Regions from separate parts of the Hordeum vulgare genome. Here region 1 is linked to region 2. Evidence: chromatin contacts called from public Hi-C data. All regions are on one chromosome and are shown on one strand. The core of a region is the stretch at or near the end of the contact, and the rest is flanking DNA. Distances in the headings are between cores, read along the strand shown. Region 1 holds the start of LOC123436492 (phenylalanine--tRNA ligase beta subunit, cytoplasmic-like). Region 2 holds the start of LOC123436460 (glycerol-3-phosphate acyltransferase, chloroplastic).

The links. Hi-C and Micro-C count contacts between places; a contact is called where the count stands out from the background.
Region 1: a Hi-C map of leaf shows a contact between it and region 2, with 4 times the contacts expected there. The contact joins the promoter of LOC123436492 here to the promoter of LOC123436460 in region 2. A contact is called at or near these places in 3 of 6 Hi-C or Micro-C datasets (leaf and seedling) and 1 of 1 datasets of contacts at active chromatin or transcription factors (embryo).

What each region holds. Positions count from the first base shown.
Region 1 is chr1H:357,564,914-357,569,824 of MorexV3_pseudomolecules_assembly, reverse strand. LOC123436492 (phenylalanine--tRNA ligase beta subunit, cytoplasmic-like) reads right to left here and starts at 2,155. Exons shown (of 21, transcript XM_045115634.1): 1 at 2,032-2,155; 2 at 1,840-1,932; 3 at 259-369; 4 at 89-144. The coding sequence starts at 316.
Region 2 is chr1H:357,313,693-357,319,063 of MorexV3_pseudomolecules_assembly, reverse strand. It overlaps LOC123436460 (glycerol-3-phosphate acyltransferase, chloroplastic), which reads left to right and starts at 1,319. Exons shown (of 13, transcript XM_045115632.1): 1 at 1,319-1,773; 2 at 1,909-2,006; 3 at 2,101-2,187; 4 at 2,284-2,381; 5 at 3,027-3,084; 6 at 3,507-3,608; 7 at 3,695-3,756; 8 at 3,854-3,964; 9 at 4,313-4,391; 10 at 4,607-4,726; 11 at 4,798-4,911. The coding sequence starts at 1,527.

The DNA of each region.
Region 1 (4,911 bases), core at 906-3,405, 250 kb before region 2:
TGAAGCAAATCACATCAAACGAAATTAACACCCAAATACCAAAGCATGCGAGTAGGAGAGACAAATGGCACAGATCCGAGCGGCTCACCACATCGTCAAGTTCGATGCCGAAATCGAAGCAGAGTGCCTCGAATTCGTCTTGCGCTAGAGCATCCACAACAAAGGAACGATATTAGTTAGGTGTTCTCGCGGCGGGTTAAAGGAAGGAGTGCGCGTACGCGGCGGGGTTTCGAGAGGGGGGGGAGGGGAGGCGCTTACTATAGACCCTGCCGAGTGCAGCGAAGAGGCGGTCGCGGCCAACGCTGACTGTCGGCATCACGAGTGGTGGCTGTGGCGCTTGATGGCGGCGGGACACGCGAGCCTGGTAACCTAGCAAGAACGGAGGGGGGAGCCCAATGAGGTGAAAGCACTGGCGAGAGGGGATTTGGACAGAGAGGTGGGGCGCGGGGCGTAGGGTTTTATCACGTGCAGTGGTCACACTTTCCTATCACGTGCAATGACTATTCGTTTTAAGGTGGCGTGGCTAAACGTGGATGCTGCATTAGGAGTCAGTTTTAGTTAGAATAATAATAATAATAAAGAGTGATGAGTAGCAAAAATACAAAGGTGATCATGGGTGCGTGCGCACCCATCATCAACAACAACAACCAAGCCTTTCAGTCCCAAACAAGTTGGGGTAGGCCGTGCGCACCCATATGAATAGTAAAAAAATACTAGAAAAATTTAAAGAATTCTGAAATTTCGCGGTAAGAAACTTAGTCAACCATTCTACTCACGTGGGAAGTTTCATGATGTATTGACACCCATGGTATTTTTAGTGAAGAAAATACAATTGTGGCCATACTATTCATCAAACAGTGTTTTTTAATATAGCTTCGGTTTTGTCAATTTTTGCCCATATTACCACGGATGTGATTTCTACGTGAAACTTGATACCCAAGTATACTGGTTGACTATGTATATTACAAAAATAAATTCCGATTTTTTTAATTTTTTTCCTAGGATTTTTAGAAAAAAAAATCATAAAGGGTGCACGCGCACCCATGTTCACCAAATCCGCGTCGGATGAGTGGTAGCAAGTCACTGAATTCTGGAATAGCTGCCAAATTTTGATCAAACTAGCCATTTAATACGTACTCCCTCCGTCCCATGATATAAGAGCGTTTTTTACACTACACTAGTGTCAAAAACGCTGGGAAATACACTTTGGTTCCTGATTGTATATGCACCCTATATGAGGATTTTTTTTAATAATTAATTAAAAATTCAAAATAGTTCCAAAGTATTTTTAGGTTAAACTTGACTTTGTTTTGCACTAGCATATAAATTTTCACGAAAACAAAATCAGCACTGACTTTTGGGCAAAAAAGACAAAATGTATTTGCTATTATGGGTCACTATTCATATTGTTTTGACCAAAAATTTGCTTTTTTAAAGAAGTCAAAGTATATTTTTATTTTTGTGGAATTTTTCTTACAAGTACAATGAAAGGTCAAGTTTATTTCAAAGATATTTTCAGAACTTTTTGACTTTTTGTTGAATTGCTTTTTTTTTGCTTGTAGGGTGTATATACACCCAGGTTCCAAAAGTTCCCCTCCCAAAAACGCTCTTATATTACAGGGAGGGGAAAACACAAAGCAATTATATCACATGACAAAGCGAACTGGAATGGAGATTGGCCTTCAAATATTTCTGTGCAATTATTACAAAACTAAGGGCAACAAGAATTAATTAAAATCATGTTTCAATCTATCAAGGCATTAATGCCGAGGGCCACGGCCACATTTTCTGTGGAATTTAAGCTTGAGTTGAGGACTTGAGATGGCTAGATGGGGGTACCTTTAGCTGAGGCGGGACGCCGAAGGACGCCAGTGTCGGGGTCGAGATCTGTCTGGACAAACGCGGTCACCGGCGCGCCGCCTCGCCGGTCAGCTGGACAGGTCAGCAGCCTGCAGATCAGCAAGGGAAGCAGCCAAGAAGGAGATGGAAGGGGAGTGATCGCTGCTGCTGCTGCTACTGCATGGGGCTCACCGGATGGGCAGGGGCGCAGGTCGAACGACACACCGGACGCTGGGCACGGCGCCCGGGCGGCGGGCGGCGGGATTGATAGGGTTCGACGGCCACGGGACGGCTGTTTTCTTGTCGTCAAAAACTCGCGTTTCTTTGCTCAGTCCCCTCGTCCAGTATTTGTTATTGGGCTGACTGGCCGAGGCCCAGCAGAAGAGGGGTAGGGAGAGTGGGCTGCGCCCCAGGCCGACTTCTTTTTCGGCTCGGGAATTTTCTGGGCTGCCTGGGACCCAGCTCCGCGACAACACTACACAAGCCCTAAGTGATCATTGGGTTTTCTCAAAACAAAAAACAAAAATCGTTGGGTCTGATTGCAAGGAAATAGTCACAAACATTATGGAAGGCAGAAAAAACAGCTCCTCTGTTATCGCGTTGGCCCTTCACTATGCTCGTGCAGCAGGGACAAGCAAGGACTTTCCAAAAATCAATAAGTGGCTGGTTTTCTATGCAAGACAACAAGTGTTGAATGTGGATGCATCTTTTTCAAAGGGTGAATATATCGATGCATGTGGAGCAATTATCCGTGATTACAAGGATACTTTTATAAGAGCTTCAACGGCAAGGTTGGAAAATGTAGCTGATGTCATCACAACCGAGGCAACGGCGCCACTCGAAGGACTCAAATTAGCTCATAATACTAGATGCTCTAATTTGGTGGTGAGAACGGATAATATTACGGTGGTGGATGCTCTTAATCAAAATGAAGTGCAATCCATGGTGGCAACGCCGGTGCTAGAAGATTGTCGTAGTATGTTAGTAGACTTCGGGAAGGTTACTATTGAGCATTGCATTAGAGAGTCGAATAATGTAGCTCATGAATTAGCTAGATGGGGAAGGACGACTAACCCTTCTGTTTGGAATGACGCTCCTCCAAACTTTATCATGAAATTGTTAGCGGACTATGTAGTTGTTATTTGATGAATAAAGTATGCTTTCTGTAAAAAAAACATTACAGAAGGCAGTGGAGGAAGGCATGCTCATATTAACCGCACCTAATCCGTGTCCTCACAACGATCTGCGTTTTCGATCGTCCATTTTATGATCTAGACGTTTATAGACGTGCGTGTGTACAACCATTTGTCCCGCATCTATCAAATATTGGCCCAACTGTCCTATGGGTTGTTGCTCCATAGGCCGAAACAAAGGCCTCTGATAAACTGGGTGGTCTTGCGGTTCATTCCAGCAAACTCGTATGTGTTTTGGTCAAGAAGTACTTGGGTTCTGTTTCGACACATGCAATTATTGAACAATTGAGTAGAAAGGTTGATGATAATGCAAAATGTTGGTTGTTTCCTATGCAATATTCACTTGCAGAGGACGAATTCACTACCTTTGTGGTGACCCTTTGGGCAGTATGGGGAGTGTGACGAAAAGCAATATATGAGGACATCTATCAAAGCCCGTTTGTTCTCCATAGTTTTGTGGAACATTACCTAGGCGAGTTGTGAGCAATCCAACCCAGGGTGACTCACGCATTTGTTTCAATCACTAACAGGTAAAACATAGTGGATTGCGTCGCTTGCTGAGCTAGCAAAATTAAATGATGTCGACGTTGTTGGAAGAGGAGGATCATGTGGAGCTGTGGGCGCCATTTGCACAGATAAAGTTGGCATATTCCTTGGTGCGTCAGCTATGTTTTTTCCAAAAACCTCTGAGTGGGCTACTCTTGAATCGTCGGCCATCAGGGAGACGTTGGCTTAGTGGATGATCTGTACGAGAGGAGCATTCAAGTGTGAGAGCACATATGCTCCCTTGGTGGTTTTGATAATTCATGACAACATACATTGTCTCTTGGACTAATACTTTTACCTAGTATATTCTAGGTATAGTACATATAGATGCTTTGGCTATAGGATTGTGAGAAGACGCCCCTTGATGCAAGGAAGGAATAGGATTGGCTCAAGCTTCAAGCAAGAAGACTCTTCATTTTATACTTTGTGAGAAATCATTTTGAGATCATAAGAAATCCAATACTATTAAAAGGGGATGAGGTATTATGGTGAGTTGGTTGCTCGAGTGCTTAAAGCTAGCCACCAAAAATACTAACCATTCTCCCACAAAATATCTCTGTCCAAACCCAAACCAGCAAAATCGGTGACACCGACAATTTCCATTCGGCCCTACCAGTTTTACACTTGACAGAACCTGTGCCAAACCCTACCATCTCGGTACCACCAACATTCCTATCGGTGCCACCGAGATTGTTTGACCAACTTTTTGTTGAGAGGATTTCAAGTTCCGGAATTTTCGAGTTTGAAATCGGACTCACCGATATTTGGAAACCAGTCTAGGTCATCGTATGGGTACCATCAAGATTGCTATATCGGTCTCATCAAGAATTCAAAAGTTGCCACATTTAGTGCAACTCGGTACCACCGAGATTCATTTCGGTGTCACCAAGTTGGGCAATAATGTTGTAGCAGTTGGATTTTGGGGGATGCCTATATATACCCCTCCACCTACCTCTCATTCGGAGAGGAAGCACTCAGAACACACATACACTTGCGAGACCCATATTTTTAGAGAGAGAGCCACTTACTCATGTGTTGAGATCAAGAGATTCCACTCCAACCATTTGAACCTTGATTTCTAGCCTCCCCAAGTTGCTTTCCACAAGATCAATCTCTCCTATCCGTAACAAATGTGTGAGAGAGTGATTGAGTGTTGAGGAGACTATCTTTTGAAGCACAAGAGCAAGGAGTTCATCATTCTACCACATCTATTACCTTTTGGAGGGTGGTGCCTCCTAGATTGGTTAGGTGTTGTGGAGTTGAATCAAGAAGTTTGTACGGGCAAGGAGATCGCCTACTTCGTGAAGATCTACCGTGAGTGAGGCTAGTCCTG
Region 2 (5,371 bases), core at 70-2,569:
AAAGTATATATAAATTGTATAATACTATCATGAATACTTCATAAATTATCGATACATTAGACATGTATCACTAGGTTCAATCCAAACGACCCGGTTCACAAAGAAACGAACGAAAAACTCACCTAGGCATTTCGTCGAACACTTGCAGTGCGGTGGAGGTGCATCGGCTGACCGGTGTCGTTGAGACCAAACATGCCGGCGACGACGAGAGAGAGTGACCTACAACATTTGCAAGCTAGGTGTGATGCGGCAGCGGACATAAAAAGTAGAAGCAACGAAGCAATCCGACGAATCAATAATGGTGACAACAACGGGGGCCGAATGGGCTCGACGTCAGGAAGAAGGGCGGTGGGGGGGGCAAGAGAGGCAATGGGGTAATAGCGAGGCCGACGGACGATTGCCGGGAGACACGCCGATGAAGAAGCAGGGCCGATGGTGACGGGAGGGAGAGTGCGGGTTTTTACTCGATCGCCGAATGATGGAGTATGTTTAGAAAGAAATTTGTGCCGGAGTAAAAAATCTAGTCCCTTACGACGAATAAAGGATCGACTAGGTGCCCGTTAGAGGATTAAAAGAAAGTTACTCTTCTAACCGGTTATAAGGGATCGATTAGAAATGGCATAAGTTGCTTTACTTTTAGGCAACAGTTACATGCGATTGCAACTAAAGTTGCTACCTTTTTTGTAAGTCTACCATAAAACACGTACGTGGATGTTCTTCGTGCAAAAGAAGTATTATCCAGCCATGATTTTTATTATCCATGTGCTTCTGTGCAAAATCGAAGGGAAAATGAGAGATGGACGAAGTTGCTCATCTGTTTTTATGAGGGAGTTGTAACTTGATGGAGTTGGACGAGATTCGTGCGTGCTCTATCAAGGGCCATGCCAATCTTTTTTTTTTACGCTGTAAAGAGAAAGCTTCCGATATAAAAATATATAGAAAAGAAGGATCCAAAGAAAGAAGAAAGAGAGTGGGGGTTGGTCCACGTGCTCTCGTCCGTTTTTTATGACAACTCTCCTCGGTCACCCCAACAACCGTAAGGGCATTTGTTAGCCGGGTCTTCTTTTTCACACATGAACATTTTCAACAAAAATGTGTCACAATATTACGTGAAAAGCCATAACTAATTTTTTGGTTATTCTCCCAAAAAGTTTGTTTGTTCCATTGAATATCCAAAGAAGAATTCAGGTTGTTAGGCAAAAAGGAGATTGAATGAAAATCGTGACAAATAGCATGATCCGCATAAAAGGCTAGATTCGGAGAGACGGGAGGAGAGGGACGTATGTGCAAAAATATAAAGCAGCGGTGCCAATGAGCTCGCACGAGAATCCTAATCCACTTGAAAATCCTTCTTTTCTCTTGCGTTGAGAGAAGAAACCAAGAAGCGAGAATCGGCACCGTTCCCGTCGCCGCCTCGTCGCCTCCGTCGCCCGTCTTCCTTTTCCGCCGATTCGTGCCCACCACCACCACTCTCCTTCCCACTGGCTAGGGTTTTCGGTTTCTAGAACCTCACGCCCGCCCGCTCCATGCAAGCCCCGCCGCTCGCCGCGCTCGCCGGAGGCGCCTGGGCCTCTCACCGACCTGCCATACTAGCGGCGCCGGCGGGCCTCCGCCGTCCCAGGCGCTGCGCCCTCCGGCTGCCCGCGTGGAGGGCGGCCGGAGGCGGCCGGGCCCCGCGGCTACCGGTCAAGGGCGCCGTGCTCGCCTCCGACACGGGGGCGGACGAGGAGGTCGCGGGGCCATCGCCCCTGCTCGACGTGCGCAGCGAGCAAGGTCTGCTGCTGCTCCCAAATGCATTTTTGACTCGCACATTTGTTCAGTCTCGTAGAGGAGTGATCCCGGAAATCGCATCTCATCTCGTTCCTTTTCATCATTCATATGAAACCATCAGTTGCATGTGGTGTGCAGAGTTCGTTCTACGCGTCAGGAAGGAAGTGGAGAGAGGGAAGTTGCGTCCAGATGTTGCTGACAACTTTGAAAACCTGTACTGCAATTACAAGAATGCGGTAAATATACTTCCTGTTTCCTCTCCGGTACAGTTAGATCCTTATTCAGTTATTACTCATGACGTATATTCTGTGATTGCTTTGGCGTGTTTAGGTGCTACAAAATGGGGATCCAAATGCATATCAGATCATGCTTTCCAACATGATGGATTTATTTGACCGCGTTCTGCTAGATGCAGAGGTCCTATTTCTATGCCCGTTACCTTCCCAATTCGCTCTCACATTTTCTCTTTGTTCCAAGATGCACTTTTACACCAATCTTCACGTTCTTTTGCAGAATCCATTTACGTTTCAGCCTTATCACAAGGCCATCAGAGAACCGTTTGACTATTACACTTTCGGTCAGAACTACATTAGGCCACTGGTAGATTTTAGGTAATGAAGAATCTGATCTGAGAACATATAAGAGGCTCATTTTGGTTCAATAATGTCATACGAAGTTTGCTGTTTGGTTCATATGGTGTCATACGAAGTTTGCTGTACTTCTCATGGACATCTTCTGTGTAAACAGGAATAGTGATGCATTATGCCTCATCAGACTCATTCATTACAATATATTACTCCTTTCACAGGGTGCATATTAGTTGTATTGCACATCTACTGTCACAGACCCTTACTTTTTTTGTTTTTGTCATTCATGTCCCTTCACAGTCTGTTGGACAAATGCATATTTAATATTCATGAATTTTGATGAAAATTCTGGATGCTGTGCACATATTTCCATTGTGCTGAGGAATTTATTTTGAAGGTGATAATAAATCTGTGCTTTAGATTGTAATGCACAGTATCTGACCTGCAATCTCCAGTTCCTGGAAGATGTATCTGCCCATTATATTGCAACAAGTAGTTAATTTGTTTTTACCTAACATTAGTCATAATGTATTTTCCGTCAACAGAACAGTGGTATTTGTTAACATATTCTAGTTTATTTTAATTACCATCACGTGTCAGGAGAGTTTCTACATTCATATGTATCCAAAATTGATCTTTGACCTATCAACATGGTTTCCTTATGCTCAGGAACTCTTATGTCGGTAACATTTCTGTATTCAGTGATATGGAGAAGCAGCTCCGGCAGGTGAACTTGTCTAACCTTCGTCATATTTTCCCATGAAATGTCAATCACTAGCTTCTTTGGCGTCAAACCTTTTTAGTGTTCTAGTAAATGCAGACCATCATGATCTTTTAAGAAGAAAAGCAGAAACCGCTATTATGAATCAGAAGATGGGTACCAGACTCCAAAGGTCACAAAATGGTCGAGAGAGATGTTGCTTACTTGGTGAAATAGAACAATGTAATCAAGTTTCCATATAGATGGCATCACCAGCCGATCCTTAAATTCTAGCAGAGAAAGCGTTTTAGTGCATCTTACCACGTGGCACCCCCAGCGCCATATATTTATGTATCTAACTTATGTTACTCTTTCAATTCACAATGTTAAATATTATTTACTGAATATGTGTAAGCAAAATATTTTCTGATTTTTTTATGTCATTGCAGGGTCATAATGTTGTTCTGATGTCTAATCATCAGACAGAAGCGGATCCAGCAGTTATTGCCTTGTCACTTGAAAGAAGCAATCCGTGGATTAGCGAGAACATAGTAAGGGAACTCTCTGAACAAACTACCATTTTCTTGGGAATCATCATAAGCTAACCGCATTAGTATCAAAACCCCATTTGCTATAGGTTTATGTTGCTGGGGATAGGGTTCTTACAGATCCTCTTTGCAAGCCATTTAGCATGGGAAGGTCAGTTTGTATAATAATGCTAAGTTGTTATTCTGCTTTCTTCTAATCCTGTTACCGGAAAACATCAGTTCGCCACGTAAACATTTTCTCATAACAGAAACCTCCTTTGTGTGTACTCAAAAAAGCATATGAATGATTTTCCTGAGCTAATTGAGATGAAGAGGAGGGCAAACACTCGAAGTCTCAAGGAAATGGCTTTGCTTTTACGGTACTATCTCCTTACAATAGGTGGTTATTTTCATCCTATTTTCCTGTCAGTAGCTAGCCTAATTGATGTGTATGTTTAACCACTGCAAGTTAGTGACAGTGAACTCACTTTTAGTGTAAAACATGATACGAGTTTTGGTTTAAATCTAGTGCTGGCGCAGTGAAGATTGTTCAATTGCGCTCAAAGGCAAATAGAGTTAAGGAGATAACCACATGGGTACATAAGCAATATTGACCTTCATGCTCATCATCATGGAACTGGCTTTGTTCTCTTTTAAGGGAAGACATGCTAGACTAGGATCACTTTTTGCATCAGAGGATAATGCTTATCTTTTATGATATTATGTAGTGGGGGTTCACATATAATTTGGATAGCTCCGAGTGGCGGTAGAGACCGTCCTGACCCCTTGACTGGAGAATGGCACCCGGTATGTTCTCTTCCCTGCTAGTCTATATGGTTTGGCTGTCTTATCATGTTGCCGAGGTTGCTGTGTATCATTATGCACAATTTTCTTTCAATCCAATGACATTGTTATGACAAAGGAAATGGGAGGGTACTATGAAAAAACTGCAACAAAGAGATTGATTTTGTTTTAGTTCCCCTTACCTTTATCCTGTCTGCTACTTACAAAAACAAGGGCAGGCGCCATTTGATGCATCTGCAGTGGATAATATGAGGAGGCTTCTGGAGCATTCTGGCGTTCCTGGGCACATATATCCATTATCATTGCTATGCTATGAGATTATGCCTCCACCACAACAGGTATGGTTACTTGCCATGTCTCACCAGTTCAAATATTTTTACTCTTTGAATTTTTGTTTTTATTTGAACAGATTGAGAAAGAGATTGGTGAGCAAAGGGTGATATCCTTCCATGGTGTAGGCTTGTCAGTAGCTGAAGAAATAAAGTATGGGGATGTTACTGCTCAATCTCAGAATGCTGATGAGGTTTGTATGCTTTCATGTTTCATTTCTGTATATCTATTGATATTCCTGCTCTAGTTTCTGTGAAGTGTTAGGCCTGTTATCGGTAGGACCATTCAATGGAAAAACTTTTGGCGCCTGCAAATAGCTGGCTATACTGATACATTTGGGCTAGTTTATAAGCTGCACATTCTGTTTGCCCCTTTCTTGTTTGCTGAGGCAGGGTATCGTTGCAGAGCTTCTAAACAATGTTCAGGTAGAAGAACAATGTTAGATTAGCTTGTCGCTGTGATTGCCTTTGTACTGAGAACTACTGATTACATCTAAACTAGGTTAATGATCCATTGTCAAAATTCATATACATAGTGTAGTCTATATGGTGGAAGTGTCTGAATATGTACACTATTCATCAGTGGTAGGCCCTTCCATTTGGAAGTCTTCTTAGAGTGAAAGCCTTAAGTCATGAATGATTGGCTTGCTCTCA